Regions from separate parts of the Mus musculus genome. Here region 2 is linked to region 1. A link is a contact called in public Micro-C data. All regions are on one chromosome and are shown on one strand. Each heading gives the region's core, a stretch centred on a gene start, on an enhancer-like site or on the middle of the called end of the contact. The rest is flanking DNA. Distances are from core to core; before and after follow the strand shown. Region 1 holds the start of Spag6 (sperm associated antigen 6). Region 2 holds the start of Gad2 (glutamic acid decarboxylase 2).

Evidence for each region. Hi-C and Micro-C count contacts between places; a contact is called where the count stands out from the background.
Region 2: a contact with region 1 is called in a Micro-C map of embryonic stem cells, with 9 times the contacts expected there. The contact joins the promoter of Gad2 here to the promoter of Spag6 in region 1. A contact is called at or near these places in 2 of 39 promoter capture datasets (cranial neural crest and embryonic stem cells), 4 of 484 Hi-C or Micro-C datasets (all in embryonic stem cells) and 1 of 115 datasets of contacts at active chromatin or transcription factors (embryonic stem cells).

The regions. Positions count from the first base shown.
Region 1 is chr2:18,697,586-18,700,401 of GRCm38.p6, reverse strand. Spag6 (sperm associated antigen 6) reads right to left here and starts at 1,380. Exons shown (of 11, transcript NM_001001334.2): 1 at 1,308-1,380; 2 at 1,139-1,234. The coding sequence starts at 1,332.
Region 2 is chr2:22,620,890-22,623,589 of GRCm38.p6, reverse strand. It overlaps Gad2 (glutamic acid decarboxylase 2), which reads right to left and starts at 1,263. Exons shown (of 16, transcript NM_008078.2): 1 at 852-1,263; 2 at 95-154. The coding sequence starts at 927.

The DNA of each region.
Region 1 (2,816 bases), core at 131-2,630:
GCAATGTGTTCTTAGTTTATTTTAATGATGTGTTCATTTAAACTAGTTTTAAATTAGATCTCATCCTGTAAACTGAGGTTTTCTTAAGACCTAGTAAGTGGCATCAAGCTTACAGTTCAGTCAGAGGCTTTTGTGGAAAGCTGTCTTCTGGGCGATGCTGGAGGCCCCTTCGTGTGTGTGTGTGTGTGTGTGTGTGTGTGTGTGTGTGTGTCCCTCTGCCTCTCTGTCTTTCAGCCTCAAATCATAAGGTGACTACAGACAAAGACATTTAGAGCAGAGGCTTATGAAGTACGGACCTTTTCCAGGATGTCTAAGTGACTAAGGTGATGGGGAAGGTATTTTCAGTGGTGTAGTCAATGGTAGATTACACTGGTTCCTGTTAGTAATGCTAAACTCATTGGTTCTCCAAACTAGATTTGGATGGAATCCTTTCTGTGGTCTGTGTTTGGTGCCCCATCAGTGTTGTCTCTTCAGAAACACACACACACTCACTAGTGGTGGTGGAACAAAGATGGATTTCACTAACTGTGACCTCTCCTCTTTCCCCTCCTTCCTTTCAGACTAAGGGGTGGGAAAAGGATGCCCTGTAAGATTCACAAAACCAGGTCCGTTTTGCCTGCTTCGAATGTCCTGGAAAAAATTTCAAGCATACTACTCTTACTCCATTAATGCCTAGAGGAGACCAGTGAAATCAGCCTGGGATTTCTTTGCTTCTAGGAAGTGAATGTGATCTAGGAGTGACAAGAGAGGGATAGACTAGGTCTGGTTAGGGTACGTTCCCATCCAGGAAAACGACTTCTGGCAGTTCATATGGCAGGCCGATTGCAACGAAGATGGAAATAATACCAGGCCTCCTCCACTGCCTCACCCACAAGATACCGCGGAGGGGAGGGAGTCCGGCGGAACTTGGCACCACTTTAGCCTACTTCCTCGGCTCCCCAAAAGCTGAGCTAATAAGGGAGCATAAAGACAATGTGGGCAGCTGGGAAAGAAAGAGGACCGGGGACCAAGGGAGGCTGGGGCGCTGGGTGGTGTGAGGATGAAGTGCGGGATGAAGGATGAGGCCAAGGCGATGAAGGAGGAAGATGGATTCGGGATGAGGTGTGGGACCAGGGTCCCATGAGCTGTGAAGGCTCACCCGCATTCTGCAGTGTCTCGATGTTCTGGGGTTTGGTCGCCTGCTCCGCCACCATCTGCACAAACCGGGTCCGGGCGTTCTGGTACAGCTCGAACACTGCAGAGAGAGGCGAAGTGGAGTAGCCCACCCTAGGAGCCAACCCGTCGGGGCGCCTTCCCAAGGCTCCTACCTTGCAGCACCTGCCGCTGGCTCATGGTGCCGCGGCGCGTGTCGGGTCCGCTCGCCGCGACCCCTCAACGTCCCTCGGGACTGCTCTGTGTACCCACACTCCTGGGCAACCAGTCGGAATCGGAACGCAGCCGTCCTGTCGCAACAGTTAAGTCCCAGGCATGACATCACAATGGTCGATGGAGTGGTGGAGGGACGACCTGATAAGCTGGGACTCCAGTGTTGCTCGAGACAGTCCGTCGGTTGTCACTTCCCTGTAGGCGGTGCACAGGGCGCCAGAGTCTCCCGGGAGGACTTGGTCTATGCCGACCCATCCACGAGGCAGGGTTTTCCCGACTGCAGCGCGACTGCAGCGCGAGCGGGCTAGGGGCTGGAGAGAAGGGGTGCGCTCGGGGACCAGGCGTCAGGCAGATAGACGCGTTGGCCCGGCGTGTCCCCGGATCAAAGCAACACTGGCAACACATTACTCCGTGTTGCTCTTAATGCCTCTCTTCCTTACCTGGCACTTCTGATTTCCGAATTCCTGGAGAGTCACAGCAATCGTGTCCATACACTGAATTACGATATATTAACAACAATTAAGGACACTTAGAGAGTCTGTGGAAAAGCAGAAAAGAAAATAATATGATAAATATCCATCTTGCAGGTTTTTCTAATGACTACCAAGTTTGCTGTCTCTATATTTCAATATGACTTCTAAAAAATAATTTCTTTTAAATTCGGGCCTTATTTTGTTGCTCGGTGACATTTCCAAAAGAGACATTTCTTTTTATCTGAAAAGACCAGCTCACATAAATGGAGCTCCGCAGCCTTTCTTTTTCATCAAATTTAAGCACTACAGTTTACCGTTAGTTCTAGCTCCTCTCTTAAAATTCTGCACCAAATGTTTCAGTGACAGGTGTCAATTTTAAATATTTCTCTCTCTGAAACTACCATTTCACCAGGTGTCAAATGGACAACTAGCCACAGCTGCTGCCTAATCGTGGCAGACCGGAAATCTTTGCTATCACCAAGAGGACGCACACACATCTCTGGTTTTCATACTTGGAATCTTCTACTACAGTCACTTTTAACTCCTGATAGGAGCTCTCTGAAGAAGCCTTGGTATTCCCTGGAGTCCTAGAAGGCTGGGACTAGTGTGTCTAGTCCTCTTCACACCCTGGGACAGCCTTTGGCTTCTGCAGGTCAGCAGTCAGAGACACATCCTTTTACTTAACTCTGTAAGTTTCACAGTGGTCTTCTACATTCTCCCCAACAGGACTCCCAGGTACAGATATAGAGGGAAACCCGGAGTGAATTATTAAAATTGCTAATGGAGTGTACTTAATTTATTTTCAGTTCCCTGTAGCATTTTGAAGACTTAAAAAAACAAAAACAAAAACAAAAACAAAACAAAAAACCCCTCACAACTTAAAGGTCCTGGTGCTTAGTTTCAGTCTTTAGACAATTCAAACTCCTAAATTGCTACACCCTCCATTTTTAGTAAGTGCTTTGCTCTTTATTTTCTATG
Region 2 (2,700 bases), core at 14-2,513, 3.9 Mb before region 1:
GCTGCAGGCTCAGAGGGGAGCCCACGACTTTGCTCCCGCCAGCCGCGGGCCCCCGACCTTGCCAGCCCTTCTCCCATTCAGTGCCACCACTCACCGCACAGCTTGTTTCCGATGCCGCCCGTGAACTTTTGGGCCACCTGGCACCACGCTCTCGCTGCAATCGCCAGGCAGGGAAAAGCGAATCGGAAAGAAAACAGACGGGCGAGTGAGAATTTTCGTTCCAAGTGAACCAGGTCTTTAAGTCCAGAGTCTGGGGGCCCGGCGCCAAACTCGAAGCAGCCACCAGCTAGCGACTCTGCTTTCAGCAGGTGGGGGAGTCCGAGGGAATCTGACGCCGGGGCCAGCCCTTTCCTTGCGGTGTCCCAGAAAGAAAGCAGCTCACAACGCCGCCCTTTGCACTTTGTTCGCCAGGTTCTCGGGTTTCCAGACTCTCCCTGCCCTCACCTGGGCTGCCTTTCCTAAACCCGAGGCTGTTTGTTTCTCACCGCGCTTGCCTTTCAGACCCCAAACTCTTTCCTGCTCCCATTTTGTCTTTCCCTGCCCAGGGTCTAGACGTCCCGAGGCAAAGCCTAGATCTTTGATTTCTGACTCCCGCAGACGCTGCAGTCTTTCAGGAGCCTATGTTTAGGGGAAGGGGCCTAGACAACCCTGGGCTTTTTCCCTGGGGGACAAAGGACTGGGTGGGGGGGGGGGTTGGTGTTCTCACACAGTTACGGACTTAACCCAGAGAGCCGGGCGAAGCGCCCGAATAAGTTTCCTGTTGCAGATGTCAAAGCTTTGATGATCAGCCTAGCCCTGCAAACCCTAAACCACCCACAAAGCTCTCCCGCTGCAGGTCCTGATTTTCCTACCTGTGCCCGGGTTCTCAGGATCCGCAGAGCCATCTTCAGATCCGAAGGACCAAAAGCCGGAGCCAGGAGACGCCATGGGTTCTGCTAGACTGGCGCTGGTCGCCTCCAAGTGGCTGTGGCAAGCTGCCTTTGCCTCGACCCTGCACGAGAGTGCGTGCGTGTGCGAGTACGTGTGGCGGGAGAAGGGCACCGCGCGAGGGCTGGAGCGGCAGCGCGACGAGGGTGGGTGTCACACAGGGACAGGAAACGTGCTGTCTGCGTATGCCAGTGCTCGTGCGTGTTTGTATGTTCCAGTCAGGGCGCAGGGACGCGCTGCTGTGCTCTGCGCCGCCGAGGTTAAATGGGGGGAGTAGCCGTGATCCTCGCAGTCTGGAGATTGGAAAGTGGAAAGGGCCCAAGAGATTTTTAGGGAGAGGGAGCTTGGTGGGGAGATGAGAGAGTGACGGAAGGGAAATGGAGGCGCTGGGTCGTGAGGTGCGAGTCAGATGCGGGGGAGGGAGGCGTGCCTGCGTAGTGCTGACCCAGCCACAGGCGCTCCAGGTCTGCTTCTGCCGGAACGCGCTGTCCAGGGTGCTACCACAGCCCTCAGCACGCTGGCCTAGGTGACCCCAGGGACAGGGAGACCTTGGCAAGATTGGAATGGTGGCCGAGGGCAATTTCACGTGTGCATCGATTGGCTCATTGTTTGAGGGCTGTCTCTGGCTGCTGCCGAGCAAAAGTGGTTCTCGCGCCCGCCTTCCTCCAAACCAGTGCTGAGGTCGCTGTGACCTCAAGAGCCCAGGCCACCTGGCCTCAATCAGGAAGAGCTCCAAAGCTTGGGGAAGGAACCAAGGAGGGAGGAAGGTGGACCGCTTCCACACCAACGAACTCATTTCATCTCCTTAGCAGAGCCTAATGTCTGCCTGCTGAGCTGAGCCAGCCTGGGGGGTGGGGGTGGGGGTCGTACGGTTTCTGTGCAGTCATGCCTGGGTCCCCAGACCCATCGTCCAGGTTTTGACTGACGGCTGAAGAGAAAGGCTGCTGATTGAAGCAATTAAAATCCACGCTGGAATCTATCACTGAGGACCTCAGGCTGAGAAAAATTAAATAAATAAAACGAACAGAAACTTCTTGGAGTGGGTGAGAGCTGACACATACACAGGATTCAGGGAGTCTCAAAGTAAGCGAATCAGTTTTTCCAAATCCCAGGAAAAGGCACTCCCATCTTTTCAGGGATACTCAACCCACTGACCTCGTCCCTTCCCAAGAGGAGTTCTTGCCATCAGCAGGTGCCTAGGAACACAACAGTGGCAATTTCCCAGCCCAGAAAGAAGTAGTTTCGTTTGTGTTTTCTAATAAAGGAATGAAAAAATCCTTTCTGTTTCCCTTTTCCCAAAGGCTCTTAAATGCAGGGACGGCGCCTTGAGGAAGATTTGGGGCCCTCTGGCTCCGCTTCCGTTTCCTCTTGCCTATACTAAACCCATAGTTCCAGGCTTACAGAGAGCTCAAGAAAGACTTGCAGGAAAGTGCTGCTTTAAACCGTTCCCGATCTCCTTTCCTTCTCTCCGAGCGAGGGACTGCAGCTTCCCTGCTCTCCATAGTCCTTTATTCCTTCTTTGAGTTTTTCAAATGAGTCACCAAAGCTGTTGCCGGAGGAGAAACCCTGGGACCTTTAGTCTTGGTGACCAGGATCACTTATTTTGTTAGGGATCCGGAGACCTCGAATAACTGCAGATGACCAAGTGCATTCTCTCCACAAAGCTTTATCTTCTTCCCAAGGTTTCCAGAATCCAGGGGGGCCAGGGAGGATCTAGCTAGAGGATGCCCACTGAGGTCCGGTGAGTGGCCCGAGGTGGGGAGGGGGAGGGCG